Regions from separate parts of the Sus scrofa genome. Here all the other regions are linked to region 2. Evidence: chromatin contacts called from public HiChIP or PLAC-seq data. All regions are on one chromosome and are shown on one strand. The core of a region is the stretch at or near the end of the contact, and the rest is flanking DNA. Distances in the headings are between cores, read along the strand shown.

The links. HiChIP or PLAC-seq counts read pairs in DNA pulled down with a chosen protein or histone mark.
Region 1: an H3K27ac HiChIP or PLAC-seq map of alveolar macrophages shows a contact between it and region 2. The contact joins two enhancer-like sites. A contact is called at or near these places in 12 of 47 Hi-C or Micro-C datasets (embryonic fibroblasts, fetal liver, heart right ventricle and 7 more) and 1 of 2 datasets of contacts at active chromatin or transcription factors (alveolar macrophages).
Region 3: an H3K27ac HiChIP or PLAC-seq map of alveolar macrophages shows a contact between it and region 2. The contact joins two enhancer-like sites. A contact is called at or near these places in 1 of 5 promoter capture datasets (fetal skeletal muscle), 3 of 47 Hi-C or Micro-C datasets (alveolar macrophages, liver and skeletal muscle) and 1 of 2 datasets of contacts at active chromatin or transcription factors (alveolar macrophages).

What each region holds. Positions count from the first base shown.
Region 1 is chr7:46,486,002-46,488,701 of Sscrofa11.1, reverse strand. LOC110261540 (a long non-coding RNA gene) reads left to right here. Exons shown (of 3, transcript XR_002345759.1): 2 at 1,201-1,601. Among named protein-coding and RNA genes, the nearest start is that of TMEM14A, 22 kb to the left of the region's middle. Within about 2 kb of position 1,396, at least 4 of the 83 cell types and tissues checked have an H3K27ac peak or open chromatin away from gene starts, as enhancers often do. A contact at or near this core is called in alveolar macrophages, where this site is marked.
Region 2 is chr7:46,219,624-46,222,502 of Sscrofa11.1, reverse strand. No RefSeq gene overlaps it. Among named protein-coding and RNA genes, the nearest start is that of PAQR8, 7.4 kb to the left of the region's middle. Within about 2 kb of position 1,267, at least 5 of the 83 cell types and tissues checked have an H3K27ac peak or open chromatin away from gene starts, as enhancers often do. A contact at or near this core is called in alveolar macrophages, where this site is marked.
Region 3 is chr7:46,524,699-46,527,493 of Sscrofa11.1, reverse strand. No RefSeq gene overlaps it. Among named protein-coding and RNA genes, the nearest start is that of TMEM14A, 16 kb to the right of the region's middle. Within about 2 kb of position 1,498, at least 7 of the 83 cell types and tissues checked have an H3K27ac peak or open chromatin away from gene starts, as enhancers often do. A contact at or near this core is called in alveolar macrophages, where this site is marked.

The sequences.
Region 1 (2,700 bases), core at 147-2,646, 270 kb before region 2:
TGAGAATTGTGCTAAACCAAAAGTCTCTATCTTCAGAAAATCATCTGTAACTGAAAAAGACACACCGCAAGTAAAAAGCAATACTTCATGAAACAAAACCAAACCAAGCAAAAACTTCCTTTCCTTGAAAGTCGATGCCTTTAAGCACACACCCTGCCAAGTTAATTTTCTGCTGAATATTATTTCTCCTGCTGCCTGTAATGAGGGGCCTGAGAAGAGGAACAGGAAGTTTGCACTCATGTGGGAGGTTTGCTGGAAAATTGTGTGCTAAGGAAATCATTTCAGTGGTCAACATTGCTAACAAAAGTGCATTGAGCTTCCCCCCCCCCAAAAAAAAAAATTGAACAAGTTTTGTACTTAGTGGTACCCAGCGATTTTAATCTAAAAAATTGTGTGTACATTTATGAATTTCTTCCTCATTTTGATGACACTGTTGTCACACTCTGGAAATGAGATGTGTTTCTGTTTTTCTTTGTTCTTTGCTCTGCATTGGTTGTTCCCAGTCTGGAAAAGAGATGTAATCTTCAGAAAGGAAATAGATTAAGGGGGCTCCATTTCAAGAGAGTCCATCAGAAGCTCCACTTGTATCTTCTTTACTCTGAAGCCTTTTCTGTGCGTCTCATGTCTGCTTCCTACATCTCCACCTTTCGCCTCCCACTCTGGATCCCCAGGATCACATTAGGGCTTGTTTTCCGCTGGCCGCTCAACTAATACTACTCTCTAAAGAATTCAAACTGGCATCTGGTATTCATGGACTATCTAATGGGAAAAGATTTGGAACCAGGAGGCCAGAGTTTAAGGCCTTGTTTTATTCCTTACCATGTATACGACACCAAGCAAACACAACAGTCTCTTTGAGCCGCTGTTTCCTTGTTTATAAAATGAGTGATACCAACATTAATTGTTGTAAAAATTTAGTCAACCACAGGCTTATTTGTATATGTGGTACAAATGTCCTGGGCTATTTTGTAACACCCTGAACTGGCTTGATTTTTTCCTTTGGAAATATTTCACCTTTAATATGAAAAATCTATAAATGACTTAAATGAACCAACTGAATTTTTTCATTATCCTGCAAACGACCCCTGCCCCCCCAGCTCACACCTTAGTGCAGTCCAGCCCCTTTGGAATAGGTAACCCTAAATGCACCAGGAAGAAAGATTTCAAAATGTGTTGCCTTATTCTTTTTTCTTTTCCCAGGTAATTTATTACAGAGATCCAGCTGGGCTTTGGAGTGAAATCTGGTGGCTCTGCAGAGGGTGACAAAGGCAGAAATGGAGCTGTCTTTAAACAAAACAGAAGGAAGGGCAGAGAGACCTCTATATGCCTGCCCTCCCTGCCACACACTGGGAGCATCGCTCAGGGTCTGGGAGTCAACTCAGCAGCCTCTGCTGACGTGTCCCCACCACCAGCTCATGGGGAAGCTGGCCTCCCACACAGCAGCTTAGTCCCAGATCAGCGGTTCCCAGTGAGCGGTAAAAAAACAAAAAACAGCAAGAAATGGCTTTCCAAGTCCTCTTTCATGGAGACGAACAGAAATGGCAAAGACTATTTTCATCATTACTGCTGTAAAACGTTCTGATGTTCTAGGGAGATAAAAGGTAAGGATCGTCCAGCCCTCCCACCTCTATCTACCCTGATCCACCCATAGCCACCCCACCTGTAAAACTGTTCCACCTGGTCTTTATAAATTCCCCAAAGGTCCAGATTTCAAACTAACTATCTCTGAAATATGGAGGAAGGTTGTTCTTCTCTCTTGTCCTCTGCTAAGAAGTTCAGGGAAGGTGCTAATATTTACTGAGCTCCTGGCCGATGTCAAGGCATTTTCTCAGTATTTAATGTTCATGATGGCACTTTAAGGTACGTATTCTTATGCCTATTGATGGGGAGACTGTGCATCAGAAAGATTAAGAAATTTATTCAAGATCACATTGCAAATAATTGATGGGAGTTCTCTTGTGGCTCAGCCGGTTAAGGACCCAGTGTTGTCACCACAGCAGCAGCTTGGGACACTGCTGTGGCATGGGTTCAGTCCCTGGCCAGGGAAACTCCAAATGCCATGGGCGTGGCCAAAAAACAATTGGTAAAAACAGCGTCTTAACCCCATCCACCTCGTTCCTTCCATTAATTGATCTTCCAAAACATGATTGGAGAGAAAGTATGGCATAAATTACCACTGTAGTTCTTCAGTTGGTTAAACAGAAAAAATATTGAGCTTATTTTCAAATCAATCAATCAATCAATCTTGGTTGTTTCCTCCCAAAGGCAATATTGACTTGTTTAAAAGAAAACCTTAAAAATGAAGCTCTGTTGATATTTGAAAATGACCATATTTTTTCTATATGTGTCATTGAAACCCTTGAGAAGGCTAGAAAATTCTACCACTTCACAAACCCTCGGACCTGACAAGGGGGGGAAAGCCTTTTTTACAAAGTCAAGACACAGTCATTCTTGGCTCATGAGCGTGTGGGGATCAGTTGAAACATGTCTGAAAGCAATTTATTGCCAGTATAGAAGTTAGCAAATCATTACTCAGATATGATGAAGTACTCATAAAAGTATACTTTCTGGTGTTTTATATGCCTAAAATTTACATTAACAAAAAGATTTATTATGTTTCTTTTACATTTTCCAATTTTTATTGAAGTATAGTTCATTTGCAGTGAAACGACAGATCTTCAGCACACAGTTCTGAGTTTT
Region 2 (2,879 bases), core at 18-2,517:
AGTTTAGGTTTGACACTGCAGAAGGAAGATGGGGAGTTCCTGCTGTGGCTCAATGGAAATGAACATGACTAGTATCCATGAGGATGCAGGTTTGATCCCTGGCCCCGCTCAGTGGGTTAAGGATCTGGCACTGCTGCGAGCTGTGGTGTAGGTCGCAGATGTGGCTCAGATCCTGCATTGCTGTGGCTGTGGTGTAGGCTGGCAGCTGCAACTCCAATTCGACCCCTAGCCTGGGAACTTCCATGTGCCACACATGTGGCCCTAAAAAAAAAAAAAAAAAAAAAAAAAAGGCAGAAGGAAGATGGAAGTGGTTTTTCATTCCTGGAGTTTTAGTTTGTTCAATCCTGTGTCACCTGGGCTCAGGGGATTCATGCTGCTGACCAATGCCTCCTCTTGTGGCTCATGTGACCCTCCCCTCCTCTGTGCTCCTGGCTGTCCCCTCACCTTGTCACCTGTGGCATCTGCCCCCAGGGTTCCACCAACTGCCACCTTTTTCTACATCTGGAACCTGCCAGCATCTGTATCAGATGATTTGCAAGTACACACCCACAGCCTCACTCTTCCTGAGTTTGGATTCAAATATCCAGCACCTCTGGATTTGTCCAGTTGAACATGCCTCGGGCCCTTCAAACTCAACGTCTCCAGACTCCTCCTTCAGCCCACAAGTGACCCTTCCCTACGTCAAATCAGTCACAGGGGCCTGCTGATTTCACCTCAGTGTTTCTGGGAGCCCTTCCCATTTCTGCTGCCCTCCCTCGATTGAGGCCTTCAGAACGAACTTGTGTTGAAGAGGAAAACAGCAGTCCCACAACTGGCCTTTCTTTCTCAAGGGATGGTTCTTCCACCTCGCATCCCCAAACCCTCAGTCTGTTCTCCAAGCCACTTCAGGGTGATGGTTTAAAAGAGGAGATGGAGGAGTCCTGGTGCAGTGGAAATGAATCCAACTAGGAACCATGAGGTTGTGGGTTCGATCCCTGGCCTCGTTCAATGGGTTAAGGACCCGGCGTTGCCATGTGCTATGGAGTAGGTCGCAGACGCAGCTCAGATCCCGCGTTGCTGTGGCTGTGGTGTAGGCCGGCGACTACAGCTCTGATTAGACCCCTAGCCTGGGAACCTCCATATGCTGCGGGTGCGGTCCTAAAAAGCAAAATAAATGAATAAACAAATGAAAGGGGAGATGGATCACTCCTTCCTCAGGAGCTCACTGCTGCCTACAACACAAACTCTCAACCCAAAGGGCCCTTGTTCTGTAGGTCTCTGGCCTCCTTCCTCTTTCCTCTTCCTGCCTTCTCTCTCAGAGCCCACGCCCAGGCCACTGGGCTGGTCTGGATCATCACAGTGGGACTTGTTCACAAGTGCAACCCTCCCTATCTCCCATGGATGCTCCTGCACACGGTGACAGCACCAGGAACCCGCTCATCAACGTTGGCCCCAGAGCCAGCTCTGACTGGCAGGCTTTCCCAACCCCTGGCTGGATGAGGGCGCCCCAGTTCCCACCTACCCTGGCCTTGCCTCCCCATCATACTCCTCTCTCAGGGGGCCTGGTCCTTAGTGATTCGCTCAGCTCCTTTAAGGGCAGGGACCATGCGGTGTGCAAGTTCCCAGGTCTACAATGGTAGTTGGCATATAAAATCATATGCCAAATACAATGATTTCCTGAACAAATAGTTTGTGAGGCCCAGGCCTATGGTATCAATTTCCTTCTGTTCTGCAAGGTTGAGGAAAAAAGAAATAATGGTTTGCAAGTCAGGAAGTCTGGCTGTTCCTATCTGCTCTACTCAACCAGCTGTGTGGCCTTGCCCAAGACATTTTCCTCAAAATAAGGGTGAGTGGGAGATAATTTTCTGTCTCTCTACCTCTCAGAAAAAAAAAAAGAGAGAGAGAGAGAGAGAGTTGATAATGATAAAATGGCCAGTAGCTGAATGGTACTTTGAAAAAGCAAACTATGCACACTAAAGTACTAGCAATCTCTGAACTTAAGAATGAAGTCCCGTTGCGGCTCAGAGGAAGTGATTCTGACTAGCATCCATGAGGATGCATGTTCGATCCCTGGCCTCGATCAGTGGGTTGAGGGGGTTGAGGATCCGTCGTTGTTGTGAGCTGTGGGGTAGGTGGCAGACATGGCTTGAATTCTGCATTGCTGTGGCTGTGGTGGAGGCTGGCAGCTGTAACTCCAATTCGACCCCTAGCCTGGGAACCTCCATATGTCATGATTGCAGCCCTAAAAAGACCAAAAAAAAAAAAAAAAACATACAGAAGGATCACAATTCAGGAATATAATTTTTTTTCTACCTTATAACTGATTGTAATGCAATCTTTGAAAACCGAAAAGAAATTTAATATTTTTGGTTACATTTTTGGAAATCTTCATAACATCTACCCCAATGGCTTTATAAAGAGTTTTAATTAGATTTAGATTATAATGAGATTGGAATTAAAATGTCTTTTTTTTTTTTTTGCTTTTTAGGCCACACTAGCAGCATATGGAGGTTCCCAGTCTAGGGGTCAAATTGAAGCTATAGCTGCCGGCCTACACCACACCCACAGCAACGCCAAATCCGAGTCTGCGACCTATACCACAGCTCTCAGCAATGCCACATCCTTAACCCACTGAGCAAAGCCAGGGATCGAACCCGCAACCTCATGGTTCCTAGTCGGATTCTTTTCTGCTGCACCACAACGGGAACTCTAAAATGTCTATTTCCTGAATATGATATCGGCACCACGAATTCTCTTAACATTTATAAGAAAATGTTATAAAATATTATTGAGATCCTGTTGTGGTGAAGCAGAAATGAAGGTTGCGGGTTTAATCCCCGGCCTCCCTCAGTGGGTTAAAGATCCTACATTGCCGTGAGCTGTGGTGTAGGTTGAAGATG
Region 3 (2,795 bases), core at 249-2,748, 300 kb before region 2:
GGGGTGCGGGGGCAGTCTTGCAGAAAACTACTGCACGTTCATTTGAATTTCATCTGCATTTTTTAAATTACTCAACAAATTTGTTACATTTATAGTTGTACAATGATCATCACAACCCAATTTATAGCGTGTCCATCCCAACCCCCCAGCGCATCCCCCCATCCCCCAACTTGCCTCCTTTGGAAACCGTAAGTTTTTCAAAGTCTGTGAGTCAATATCTGTTCTGCAAAGAAGTTCATTGTGTCCTTTTTTCAGATCCCACAAAGTGATAGCATTTGATGTTGGCGTCTCGTTGTCTGACTGACTTCACTTAGCATGATAATTTCTAGGTCCATCCATGTTGCTAAAAAAATTAAGTTTTATTTTTATGGCCACACCTGCAGCATATGGGAGTTCTCAGGCTAGGGGTCAAATCAGAGCTGCAGCTGCCAGCCTACACCACAGACACAACGACTTGGGATCCGAGCCATGTCTTCGACTTGTGCCACAGCTTATGCCAACACCAGATCCTTAACCCACCGAGCAAGGCCAGGAATCAAACCTGCATCCTCACAGACACTATGTCAGGTTCTTAACCCACTGAGCCACAATGGAGCTCCTCATCTGCCTTTTGAATTTGGAACTGTGCATTGAAGACTCCGGGTTCTTCTGTGCCTTCCTGGAATGCGGAGAACCCTGAGGCCATCGACTGCCCCTCTGCCTGGACACCTAGACACTTCTCCTCTATGCTTTTTTTTTTTTTTTTTTTTTTTTTTTTTTTTTTTTGCTATTTCTTGGGCCGCTCCCGCGGCATATGGAGGTTCCCAGGCTAGGGGTCGAATCGGAGCTGTAGCCGCCAGCCTCCGCCAGAGCCACAGCAACTCGGGATCCGAGCTGTGTCTGCGACCTACACCACAGCTCACGGCAACGCCGAATCGTTAACCCACTGAGCAAGGGCAGGGACCGAACCCGCAACCTCATGGTTCCTAGTTGGATTCGTTAACCACTGTGCCACGACGGGAACTCCTCCTCTATGCTTTTGAGTCATCCTGAGTTTGCAAGATGCAGGCAAAAGTTTCCCAGGTTCTCAGGTACCCAAGGCCACGCTGAGATCCTGGCATTTCTCAGCTTGCTCTTCCAGCATTTGACTGGGCTGATGTGAGCTAAGAGCCAGATTTCCTCTTGTGTAGACTTTAGGAACTTCTCCTCCTTCCCCTCCAACTCTCTCCCTCACCCTCACTTCCATAGGGTGACTGGACTCTTTCCCAGTTCTTCTAAATCATTTACTTGTGGCACATGTTGATTAAAGATGGCAGGTTCTTTGGCCTTTCTCCTCATGGGTGGGGTCGGGTATAATTCCCCTCCCTTAGGTCTGGGCTGGCCTGGCCTCAGTGACTCACCTGAAACCTATAGAATATGATGACAATACTACTTAATTAATCACCAGAAAAGGCTCTAAATGGCAGAGACCACCTTCAAGATATTCACTGGGCAAAAATGTAAGAACTTACTTCCTCCATGCCCAGGGTGGATCACAAGATCCCACACTGACTTGGAGTCTTTACAGAAAACATCATCAAAGCTGACTCATCCTGGAGTTTCCGTGGCTCAGCGGAAACGAATATGACTAGAATCCATGAAGACACAATTTCCATCTCTGGCCTCACTCAGTGGGTTAAGGATCTGACTTTGCTGTGAGTTGTGGTGTAGGTCACAGGCACAGCTCAGGTCCCATGGTGCTGTGGCTGTGATGCAGGCCTGCCGCTGTAGCTCTGATTCGACCCCTAGCCTGGGAACCTACGTATGCCGCAGGTGTGGCACCTGCCCCCACCCCCAAAAAAGGTTGACTCAACATCATGTTCACAAAACACAATCAGCTGGGACAGCATAATCATGAATAAAAAGAAGTAATCACCTTGGGACATAATTATCCCTACAAAGGGAAGCCTTCGTCCTAAATCATAAAATAGCTGCCAGTTGTTGGATGCTTACTCTCTGCCTGTCACTTGATAAGCCTTTTGATACTATTGTCCCACTGAATGTTCACTTTAGTATTATGGGATTAGTGTGATCATTCCTAGTTCCCAGATGGAGAAGAGACCTTCAAGGTTAAGTAACTTCTTAGCAAATAGAGAGCAAGGCCGAGATATAAACCAGTTCTGCCTACTGATTCTTAACACACTTGCCTGGAAGCATGTGGCCCTGCCTCTCAGTCCTCTGTCCTCAGCTGACCTAGTATGTCACCTCAATCCACCCCACCCATCCCTCTCTCCATCTCTGTAGAGGGTCCCCATCCTCCCCCTGACCTCCCTGGAAAAGAAACACCAGGAACTGTGCCTCTTTTCTCTCCATCCTAGGAGCTCCCAGAGGAATTTCAATGTTCCTCCAGAGCCCCATTCCTCCCCCTCTTCACAAGTGATGGGACCCTAAGAAGTAGGCTCCAGGAGCTCCCGTTGTGGCTCAGTGGGTTACATACCCGGCTAGTAATCACGAGGATGGGGCTTCGATCTCTGGCCTTGCTCAGTAGGTTAAGGATCTGGCATTGATGTGAGCTGCAGTGTAGGTCACTGATGTGGCTTGGATCCCACATGGCTGTGGCTATGGCTGTGGCCAGCAGCTGCAGCTCTGATTTGACTCTTAGCCTGGAAACTCCCATATGCCACAGGTGCGGCCCTAAAAAGCAAAAAAAGGCAAAAAAAAAAAAAAAAAAAGAAGTAGGCTCCAGATCCTTGTCCTGTATCCTTGGATTTGAGGTCAAGCAGTTTCTCCAGTTGCTGTAGCTCTAAGATATAAAATGTCAGAGCTGCCAATGGTTT